Linked DNA regions of Mus musculus: regions 1 and 2 are each linked to region 3. A link is a contact called in public HiChIP or PLAC-seq and promoter capture Hi-C data. All regions are on one chromosome and are shown on one strand. The core of a region is the stretch at or near the end of the contact, and the rest is flanking DNA. Distances in the headings are between cores, read along the strand shown. Region 1 overlaps Rab4a (RAB4A, member RAS oncogene family). Region 2 overlaps Ccsap (centriole, cilia and spindle associated protein). Region 3 holds the start of Rhou (ras homolog family member U).

What was found. Promoter capture Hi-C pulls out the DNA fragments that hold promoters and counts their contacts. HiChIP or PLAC-seq counts read pairs in DNA pulled down with a chosen protein or histone mark.
Region 1: a contact with region 3 is called in a promoter capture Hi-C map of embryonic stem cells, with 5 times the contacts expected there. The contact joins the enhancer-like site here to the promoter of Rhou in region 3. A contact is called at or near these places in 4 of 39 promoter capture datasets (cranial neural crest, embryonic stem cells, liver and 1 more), 3 of 15 datasets of contacts at CTCF or cohesin (the NIH/3T3 cell line and embryonic stem cells), 8 of 484 Hi-C or Micro-C datasets (the AML12 cell line, Th2 cells, bone marrow-derived macrophages and 4 more), 10 of 115 datasets of contacts at active chromatin or transcription factors (embryonic basal ganglia, embryonic forebrain, embryonic hindbrain and 4 more) and 3 of 9 other capture datasets (adipose tissue, liver and pancreatic islet).
Region 2: a contact with region 3 is called in an H3K4me3 HiChIP or PLAC-seq map of embryonic stem cells, with 2.5 times the contacts expected there. The contact joins the enhancer-like site here to the promoter of Rhou in region 3. A contact is called at or near these places in 3 of 39 promoter capture datasets (cranial neural crest, liver and pre-B cells), 3 of 15 datasets of contacts at CTCF or cohesin (the NIH/3T3 cell line and embryonic stem cells), 8 of 484 Hi-C or Micro-C datasets (the AML12 cell line, the HL-1 cell line, bone marrow-derived macrophages and 5 more) and 12 of 115 datasets of contacts at active chromatin or transcription factors (astrocytes, bone marrow-derived macrophages, embryonic basal ganglia and 5 more).

What each region holds. Positions count from the first base shown.
Region 1 is chr8:123,824,675-123,828,511 of GRCm38.p6, forward strand. It overlaps Rab4a (RAB4A, member RAS oncogene family), which reads left to right. Exons shown (of 8, transcript NM_009003.3): 3 at 2,650-2,764. Among named protein-coding and RNA genes, the nearest start is that of Gm51601, 7.5 kb to the right of the region's middle. Within about 2 kb of position 1,512, at least 20 of the 459 cell types and tissues checked have an H3K27ac peak or open chromatin away from gene starts, as enhancers often do. A contact at or near this core is called in cerebellum, cerebral cortex and embryonic stem cells, where this site is marked.
Region 2 is chr8:123,847,774-123,851,234 of GRCm38.p6, forward strand. All of the region lies in intron 1 of Ccsap (centriole, cilia and spindle associated protein), which reads right to left. Among named protein-coding and RNA genes, the nearest start is that of Gm9901, 10 kb to the right of the region's middle. Within about 2 kb of position 1,713, at least 35 of the 459 cell types and tissues checked have an H3K27ac peak or open chromatin away from gene starts, as enhancers often do. A contact at or near this core is called in embryonic stem cells, where this site is marked.
Region 3 is chr8:123,652,129-123,655,487 of GRCm38.p6, forward strand. Rhou (ras homolog family member U) reads left to right here and starts at 1,801. Exons shown (of 3, transcript NM_133955.4): 1 at 1,801-2,088. The coding sequence starts at 1,818. Gm35874 (a long non-coding RNA gene) reads right to left here and starts at 608. Exons shown (of 3, transcript XR_388157.3): 1 at 349-608; 2 at 17-120.

The DNA.
Region 1 (3,837 bases), core at 262-2,761, 170 kb after region 3:
GACATGTGTAGTTCATAGCGCTCCTCCCCGCCCCATGGCTCTTATATCTTTCCCCTGCCCTCATTCCCCCATCCCAACACTTCTCTGTGAGCGACCCTCAGCTCTTATTCTCAGCACTTTGAGCAGCTGTGAGTCTGCGTTAAAAGGAAGGTTCTCTGACCAAGGTTGTGAGCAGCCCTAACCTCAGAGTATACATGTAAACAGTTAGAAGGCTCTTTAACAACACGTCCATTTAGCAACACAACTATAGTAAGTTCCCCAACTAAGCCCTCTAAACTGTTCAGCATGGGCTCTTGACCAGGATTGCAGAACCATTATGAATTTTCTCCTTTGAGGCAGGCCTCAGATCCAGTCTGAGTGGTTGGTTCCTCCTGTAACAGTCACGTTACTGTTGTACCAGTGGCACATCCTACCGGGTGGTCAGCATTGTAGCAGCAGGGTCTACTGCCGGGTAAGAGGACTTTTAAGCAGCACTACGAGGTTGTGGTTTTTTGTTTTGTTTTTAAATACAAGGTCACATTATGTAGCCTTGGCTAGCCTGAAACTTGCTGCATAAACCTGAATGGCCCTGAACTCAGAATGGCCATTCACCCAGTGCCTCTGCCTTCTGAGTGCTGGGATTAAAGGATTTGGCACCATGTCCATATAGGTTGTATTCTTAAACCTTTACATGATGGCGTTTTTATTAAGTTAGTGTTTCGGTTCAATGGCAGCTTGGTGTATACTGTTTTCTCACCCTTACCCTAAGATGGTGAGCCCAGCAAAGGATTCTTCAATAGGACTCTGTTTGCTGGTAGAGTAGCCAGATAGACATCAGAGTGCAGTTGGGTGGGTTGTAGCCTTCAGTTGCCCTGGGTGCCTCCAGTGCCTCTGAGGCCCTTTGTCCCTATCCTGTCCTGCTCTGCGGGCCAGGAAGAAGAATGGAAATGACCCAGCTAGCGGGGGATGTCTGTTACAGAGGACGCTGGACCACAGTGCCACGTGCTTACCTCGGCTCACAGCATTTAGGGAAGGGAGATCCGATCTTTCTTCCACACTGTTTTAAGACTGTGGAAGCCTGTAAGTTCGAAAACCCTTAGAAAACGTGAAACTGTGGTCATGGTGTGAGGAACTGTGGAGACCTGCTCATTAGGGCAGTCAGAGGCAGGCTCAACACAGACCTGGCTTAATAAATTACATCTAAGGAGGGGAACCCCTCAGGTTGGGGGAGGGAGAGAGACAGAGCATCTTGGCAAAGAATGAAAGACATTTCTGGAATTTCTTCCATCAGGACCCATCAGTGCTGAGCTGGTCAGATCCTCTGCCCTGCATGTGCTGTAGCATGGCTTACCAACAGCATCCTCTGAACCTTCACTTATTTTTGATTTTTGGAAATGGTTCACCTCTCATCCTTTAGCTCTCTGGCTGCCCAGGAACTTCGTACACAGCCAAGGTGGCATCGAACTCACGCCTCGGCCTTGCCTCAGCCCCCCCAGCTGCTGGGATTGCAGGCATGAACCAGCAGATGGCACCCTTCCCGTGTGCACAGTGCCTGCTCGTGGTCCTTTCAGGCTTGTTAGCACACTGCACTGCTCCATCTCTGAGAATAGTTAACAGCCAGACAGGTTGCATATCCGTTCCTGCCTGTCCCCAGAGCCTCAGAAGCAGCACACTCACCTTATTCAGTCACAGCAGCCTCCGCCCCATTACTGCTCACCTTACTTATTACTCACCTTAGTCGGCCTGGATTACTGCTTAGGCCTCCCTCTGCAGTTTGCTGGGGGGGCCGGAGGGGGTCCTTCCTACCTGATCACACACTTGAATCTTTCTGGCGCAGGCTGGATTATCTGTCTAACCTCTTGTCCATCCAAATATTCTTTTTTTAAAAAAGCATTACCATGCAGCACCCCTGGTTGCTGAAGCTGTGTCCAGGCATGAGCTGAGCTGAGAGACAGCCAGTGAGGTGCAGCGTTCTCTCGAAGTCATGGCTTCCTCACAGCTATCCTGTACTGATGGCATGCCCCAGATGAGTTTAGAAGAGATAGGACTGGTTTCTCCAATAAACCCACGGAAACATTTGCTGTGCTCTGCTAGAACTAATGGACACTTGGTAATACACATAGGAAAGAACCAAATGGGGAAAAAAAAAAAGATTTGTCCAGACAGACCCCAATCAGAGTGCTATGGTCAGGTTATCTTTGGGGTCTCCTCTGCTCCAGAATAACACTTGACCACCTTGCTGCTGATCAAGTGCCCAGCTAGTTACCAGGCACATGCCCTACCACATGGCAGACCGGTTCCCATCAGGTTTCTGGCTGCTGGTGCAAGTCTTCTCGGCAGACAGTCTGGGATCTCAAGCTCAGGGCAGCCTCTTCCAGTAGCCATACCATGTGTTAGGAGACAGAGGAACTCTATTGTCTCGGTGAAAACAGAAATCGTGTCATATGCTTAGTACGGCCCATCAGCTGACTATTAGAGAATGGGCGGTTGAAGCAACCCGCCTTTTCACCTGCCAGGCCCCTGCCTCCCCTCCCCCAAACACCTCCCTTTTTACTGTTTTTTTAAATTAGTTTTCCAGCCCTTGGTCTATCTTAACGTTGCTGTTTAAACCTTGAACTGTTGCAGTCAGGTTCTAAAGTGTAATTATTTGTTCTTTGTTTTTCTTTTTAGTCAAAGATGACTCAAATCATACCATAGGAGTGGAATTTGGCTCAAAGATAATAAATGTCGGTGGTAAATATGTAAAGTTACAGATATGGGACACGGCCGGCCAGGAGCGGTTCAGGTAGCTTTCCTTCTTATTTACTGATAATGGTACTTGGAAGGCTTAGCCCAACTCCTTCACTGCGTGTGGTCTCAAACCAGCATGCACACGTAACTCAAAATCTGCAGCTCCATCCGGACGCTCTCACGTCTGAGGGCCCTGACTGGATCCCAGATACCAAAACAAACAAACCATCACTAGGGGACTAGACTCTCAGAGGTAGCAACTCGGTCAGGAGGATGCGGTACTGGCACTGGGTATCCGTGTAGTTGGCTTTTGGTTTCAGTCTGTTTGGCATTTTGAGCCAGCATCTCGCTGTGCAGTCTAGGTAGACCTCATGCCCACGACCTTCTTGTATCAAGCTCTGTATGCCAGGATGACCGGTGCGAAGCACCATCCGGGCTATAGTATGCCTTCAGATTAAAATCAAGGCAAAGACAAGGCAGGTGGCTTTTTCCCATATTACACGTCTATGAGGGATTTTTAAACTGCCATGGAGGGTTTTATCCCTTTACACTGACTGGAGCAGGCTGTGACAGTTGCCATGGATCCTGCAGGACAGGTTCACACAACTGGCACTCAGAAAGACTTAACCCCAGACCACTGCTAATCAGGTTGTGTGGTCAGCATCCTGTAACAATGAATGCACAGTGGGGTGTGAACATTTTAGCCACGCATTCTGCAGAGTACACCAAGTCACAGAGTCAAGATTCAGTGTGGAAGAAGCGATAACCCCCACCCACCCACCCTCCCACACACGCAGGCTTTTCACTTTTTAATTAAACTTGGGGATAGAGTATGGTAGTACCCATAGTCCTAGCTACTTTGGAGGTTGAGGCAGGAGGATCGCTCTAGTCCAGGGGATCAAGGCCAGCCTGGGCAATAGAGTGTGAGACCACAGGTGATGCCAGAGCAAATGTTATTCTGCTAGTATAAAAACTTAACAAGATGGCTCAGCAGCTAAAGGCTGGGCAAGCGTGACAGGCTGAATTCCATCTCCCGACTATGCAAAGGTGGAAGTACAGAGATGACTCCACAAAGTTATCTGACTCCCACATACATGACGTGGCACCCACCTGCGCCACCCCAACATC
Region 2 (3,461 bases), core at 463-2,962, 200 kb after region 3:
CCCGAGGTATCCTAGGCATGAAGGAAGGATGGAACAGCCAGACAAGCTGCTGGTAGACACCCACAGGCACCTTGAGAGAGAAGCTGGGACCAGGGTCAGAGTACACAGGACTGCCCAGGAGAAACGTGGAGCAGGAAGTCAAAAGGGCACTGTTGGATCCCCAGGACACTTATTTAATGAGAGAGAGAGAGAGAGAGAGAGAGAGAGAGTGTGTATGTGTGTGTGAGTCAGTCCAAGAGCAAATGAAGGCTGTCTAGGAAAGTAAAAAGAAACCAGAAGAAAACCTGAGGAAGTGCCATATTCCACAGCAAAGTCAGTGTACTGGGACTGAACCCTGTAGCTTACCCATGAGGCTCTGGGGTGGGGGGACACTCAGGTCAGGGGTCAAGCCAAGTGCAGAGCAGTGAATCAACCCTTTTTTACCGTAGGACCCCAAATAGCTCAGTGAAGTACAAAAGCCACTGCCCACCTAGGGTAGGGACCTAGGAACCTAGACAGAACCCCAGAGTCCAAATGACTCCTACAAATAATTTTCACACAGCATTACCAGAGTACCACAGCGTGTCACAGAAGATAGCCCAGCACCCAGGAAGAGAAAACAATGCAGAGACAGCCAGCTGGCGCCATAGACTTAAGAACTTAAATTATCACCTACAGACTGTGAAATAATGGTGCTCGCACTCTGTGCTTAAGAAAAAAAAAAAAAAAAAGCAAAAAACAAACGATGCTTGAAAATTATTCCCAGCAGGAGACAAAAGATGGACAAAAACAGAAGAAATGAGATAAAACGTATCACTGTGATTTTGATATTTATAAAACTCTCAAAATCGTGCCTGGCACATGGTAATTAGATTTAAGTATATGCTTTTAGGATCCTCTTTGAAAGAATGATGTTCAAAATGAGGATGTTTTCAGGCAAACAAAAGCAGTATTCCCCACACGATACAGGGTAGGGTTGCAATGCTTTTCTCACCAACCAAGGGGACGGTCAAATTAAAATAAATCCAGGCTGGAGCTGCCCAGTGCAATAGCCTGCAGCCACGCGTGGCTATCAAAAAACAAACTCTAGAAAACTAAAAGTAAGTAAGATGACTGTGCTTCTCTGTTAGGCACGTCACGCGTGGGTCAGCCATCCAGTAACGCCATGGCAGCTGCTCTATAGGGAATGCGCCCGTCACCACCGAGCAGTTTTGAAGAGTCAGGTTGTAAGGGGGGAAGCAGAATGCAGTCGCGTAGAGAGAGCTGGAGCATTCCCATCAAGCAGATGTGGAGCATACATGAGCTTTTCACAGCCAAAGCCGTAATAGGGACTCTTCCCTCGTTTCCAGAACTGGACTTCCATAAAATGAAATTACAACGAACATATTCTCACAACCATTAGGGAAATGAAGCTACAAACACAGACACAACTTTCAAATCCCTTTCACTTTTGAGCTGAGTTTTAGGCCAGCTTGGTACATGATAATCACATATAACTATATGCTCTTAAAATCCTATTTGAACAAATATTTATAGAGTAAAGCCCAACCTCAAAACAGCAACAATAAGAATTTCCATTTTGGATCATCATCACACACAGATAGAAGAAATGGCTCAGGGGGTAAAGAACACTTGCTGTGTGAGCCTGAGGCCCTGAGTTCAGATCCAGCACACACGTGTTGTGGATGGACCTGATGCTGTTTGTATGTTGACACTAATTCCACTCTCCTGGGAGGGGCTGCGGACAAGGAGTGAGTCATCCTCAGGTGACTTCTTGTGAACCAATCCCCTAATGAATAAAGGAGCCAACCACTGGGTGAGTAGGTGGGACTTCCAGGTTGGACAGGAAGCAGGAAAGAGTTAGGTCTTTTTGGATAGAGATAGAGTGAGGACAACAAGATGTAGCTACAAGTGTCTCCTGGTTTCAATGGCGGATCCGTTAGGATTTGCCACCTGAGGATTTAGATGTAATAAGGCTTTCCAGGTTAGGATTTTAGTTGTTGCACCCAGCGACTGAGTTACTGTTGTTTCTGAACTAAGTTTATGTTGTGTTTTCCTTCATGCGGCACCTCATCTGGGTTCAAGAGAGAAAGGTATGGCATCAAAGCATGGGTTTGTCAGATGTGCCACAAAAGTCATGGGGAATTTGAAGCATGGGGCTGGCGTGGTAACGACCCACCAGTGGGAACCTAGTGAGCTGGGTGGAAAGATTTTGCAGCTCTGAGTCAGAATCTCCATGAGATAAAAACATGTTGGCCATTGCCCGCCAGTGCATGGCCAGCCAGGCCACTGGGGCAGAGAGTTGCTGATGCAAGCACAGGAATGTGCCTTTTTTTAAAAAAAAAATATTTCCCCGCAGCACACACGTGAGGAGTCTGGTACACACTGCTCCCGTAACTCAGCCCTGGGGCAGGGATGAAGAAGAAAAGGACCTCTGTCTGCAGCTCACCGGCGCCCAGCCTAGCTCCAAGTTCAGTGGGATGCAGACGGAAAAAACACACCAAGTAGTTAGCACCCCACACTGTGCGTTTCAAAGTTAAAGTGGTAAACTTTGTTTTCTATGTATTTTACCACACGTTATTATAATCCCACTTGGGAGATGGAAGCAATCGAGGTCAAGGTCACCTCAGCAGGATACTAAATTTGAGGCCAACCTGGGTCAGGAGGTAGCAGGTGACTGTAATCCCAGGGAGGTTGGTGGAGGACCTTTAGTTCAAGGTCAGTTTGGGCTATGTAGTAAGAGCCTCTCTTAAAAAACAAAATCAGTGTATGGTGGCTTTAATCCCAGCACTTGGAGGCAGAGGCAGGGGGATCTCTGAGAGTTCATGGGCAGCCTGGTCTACAGAGTGAGTTCTAGGACAGCCAGGTATATGTAGAGACCCTGTCTAAAAATTCCAAGAGAAAAAAAAGCAAACAACAAAACCAGTCAGGCATGGTGGTGGTAAGCCTTTATCCAAACACTCAAGAGACAGAGGCAGGAGGATCTCCGTGAGTTTGAGGCCAGCCTGGCCACATAGTGAGTTCTAACCTATCCAGAAGTACATGCTATGACTCCCAAGAAAAGAATCCACATAGATAAAAGTTCTTTTGGCACAAAAACAAAAAACAAAACTAATAGAAGTTAGTTTGGTAAAAACAAAAAACTAAACAGATTCACAAACCTCTCACAAGCCTATTCAAGAAATGGGCCAGACATTGTGGTGTCTATCTTTAATCCTAGCACTCCAGAGGCAGGTTCATCTCTGTGAGCTCAAGGTTAGCCTGGTCTAGCTAGGGATACACAGAAAAACCCCATTTCTAGATAGATGAAGGAAAGAATGGATGAATAATTGAAGCAGAGGCTGGAGAAATGGCTCAGCAGTTAAGAGCATTTTCTGCTCTTGGAGAGGACCTGTCTTCCACCACCAAATCAGGTAGCTCCTGCGATTCCATCTCCATGAAATCCTATTTCCTGTCCTCCATAGGCAGCCGCATGCACGTGT
Region 3 (3,359 bases), core at 551-3,050:
ACACAAATCTACCTACTTGATCAGACAGAGCACAGGAATTCAGGTGGCCCAAGGGCAAAAGAGAGCCGAACGGTCCTAACTTGGGAGTTGCCAGTCTTTTTGCTGCTCTGCTCTGTTTCACTGCAGGAGAGAGTGTACCAGGTTTTTAGTCCATTTCCAAGACAGCCCGTTCCTGTTCTTCAGATCCTGTGTGGGAGACTTTTGATTTCCCAGGTGCTCAAGGTCATTTTTGGTCAGGTCCTAGGGTTTCATCCCGAAAACAGCTTGCATTGCAGCTTTAAAGGCTGACAGCACTAAGGCCCTGAATGACGGGTGAGTCTGCCACCCATTCGGGATTGAAGAAATTACCTCTTGACAGGCCCACTTCTGTATCTCTGCGGCCACATCATCTTTGCAAGTCTCACTTGCCACACTGCATGGTTGCATATAGGATCCCAGGTAGGACGCTGTCATTTCCTTTATGGAACTCAAACCTGTCACTTAGCATCTCTGTACTTCAGGTTGTCCTGGCTGTAAAATGGGTATAAGTAATGCTAATATTAAAGGAATTCGTTTTGACAGAATGGTTACAACAACATCTGGGACATAACAAAGGCTCAGTATTTAACTAGCTCTTGTCTTTTTTTTTTTAAGATTTATTTATTTTATTTATATGAATACACTGGCTGTCTTAAGACACACCACAAGAGGGCACCAGATCCCATTACAGATGGTCGTGAGTCACCATGTGGTTGCTGGGAATTGAACTCAGGACCTCTGGAAGAGCAGCCGGTGCTCTTAACCACTCTCCCTTTCTCTCGGCCCCTAGCTCTTGTCTTTACCACCAGCAAAATAATATTAATATTAACAGCACACAGCTCTTCTTACACCAGAAGCAAATCAGAAGCATTAGTGACCAGGCAGAGAAAGGGCAGCACAAAATGAACAGACAATTAGCTTTTCAGATAATACTACGGCAGCCAAAATTGCACTTAACTAAAGACTGTAAGGAAATTTGCTGGACCATGAATACACACAAGGTCACAGCATGCCAAAGAGAGGGAGCGCTAACAAAGGGTGGTATCCTGCATCCAAATGAGAATCAATGATTTTTAACAGAAAAATCATACATTTGTCTGCAATCAAACTTAAGTCCTACTCATCAGGACTGGCTATCAAGACAATAATCTCTCCTGAGGGACTGCAAAAGCAGGCAGGCCCCACAGCACTCTCCCCCTCCAAACCAAGACACTTGTGTGGAGGAGCAAGGGCAGCTGGAGGAACAGGAAGAGTGGAAGAAGCAGGGTGATCATGGTGAGAGGGAGACCGCGGAAAGGAGGTTGTGGAGTAGAAAGAGAATAGGGGGCGACCTAAGGAGGGAGAAGGAGGAGAGGGAAGAGAAAGAGCCGGGAGGGAAGGGGGAACAGAAGGATGGGGAGGAGGGGGCAGGGCAGGAGGAACTGGAGAGCAAGAGGAGGAAAGGAAGCTTGGGAAGGAGCCGGGAAAGGGGGGTGGGGGGATGAGAAGCCCACAGCAGGGGCCAGGGGTAGCTCGGGGTCCGCGTGGGTTGGCGTGGTGGAGCCAGCTAGTCCAGCCGCACCGTTTCGAGGCGCCGGCGTAGTTCACCAGCGCGGCGCGCAGACGGGGGCGCTGTGGTCTCGGATAGAAGAAGGAGCCGCCGGACCCGCCTCTTTCCCCGCCCGCCGGTGTCGCAGGGAAGCCTGGCGGAGCAGGCTCGGCCACATCGCGGCCGCGCGGGCACAGACGCCCAGCCGAGTGCGGACCGTGCGCCGCCTTTGTCCGCCGGTGGCAGCTGGTCTCGCGGCCGCCGCCCCGCGATGGCCCCGCAGCAAGGCCGGCCGGCGCTGCCCGCCCGCTGCGAGCCGCCGGCGGCGCCGCCGGTACCGCCTCGCCGAGAGCGCGGGGGGCGCGGGGCGCGCGGGCCCGGGGTGTCCGGGGGTCGGGGGCGCGCGGGCGGCGCCGAGGGACGCGGCGTCAAGTGCGTGCTGGTCGGCGACGGCGCGGTGGGCAAGACCAGCCTGGTGGTCAGCTACACCACTAACGGCTACCCCACCGAGTACATCCCTACGGCCTTCGACAACTTCTCGGGTGAGCGCCGGGCGGGGCGCGGCCTCGGGCTGGGAGGCGCGGGGCGGCGCGGGTCTCGGGGCAGCGGCTCGGCGAGGTGGCAGCGGGGTGTCCGACCGGTCTGGCTCCGGGATTCCGGAGCGAGCTGCAGCTCAGGTGGCCTTCCCACCTGCGCCCTCCGGGGCGGCTCACTTCCAGCGGATCTTCGCCTGGAGCAACCCGGATTGCTCCCGTGTGTGAGCCGGCCAGGCGCACCAAGGAGGGCTGGGGCTTGCGAGAACGTTCCTTTCTTCTGAGCCCAGCGCCTGCCTGGCCTGCGCCCCGCCTGCGCTGTCTCGGTTTCTGACGGTTGGCCCAGTCCCTCCAGCTTGGCGTTTAGTTACAGCAAGTTCTCAAGGGTGGGTGGGTTCGTGGATCACACAAAGATAACAAAAGTAAAGCAATCATTTCTCTTGATTTTTTAAAAAGTCTTTCAGGAATTTAAGAAAAAGTTACAAAAAAAAAATCACATTAAGCTAGTGTGAAAAATCTTCCTCCTAAAAAATTTACCTCCGACTTCCAGTCTCCGTGGCCAGTCTCTAATTTCAGAGACCCTATGGATAAAACAGAAGTGCATGGTGCCCCCTCCACCGCTCACTAGCATAAACATTTATAAACAACCAGAAATGCTATCAGAAGGAGACAAATTGCCTAATATAAGCTGAAACCTCCGAGTCTTTACTGGATGGGGGGTCCTTGCTCTCACCCTATCTCTGGACCCTGGGGGAAAATCTGTGTGGCTTCTCTCTGCCAGCTTTTCTTAATCCTCTTTTTGAACTGACAGAGAGAAGTGCCCATTTCCACACACGCACGGGTGATAGGCCGCCTGTGTTTGCACAAGTTCTCAAAACTGCTGGAGTTTTATGATAAACCCTGAAGCAGGGAGATTTTTTTTTCCCAAGAGAAAACAGGATTATCTATGAGGTTGTCCACTGATTTAAAAGTGCAGAGTTGGTTTCCCACCTTGTGTTGTTTCTAGGCTCTTTGAAACAAGGGTGACAGGAAAATTAATCTTCCAGGCTTGAAAGGAAAACAAGCCTTCCGGGGCACCTTCTGGAGGTCAGGGCTTTGCTGCTTCATGCTCTGTGGTGGAGGGAGCCCCCCACCTTGGAACATTTGTACACTTCCATGGGTTTCTGGGCGTAGCCAAGTCCTTAGTTCACTAAGAGAACCCAGAGCAGGAACTGCCAATCTGCTGAGAGGGTAAAAGATGTCCTGATAATCATCTTGCTCTTTTTTTTTTTTCTTTCTCC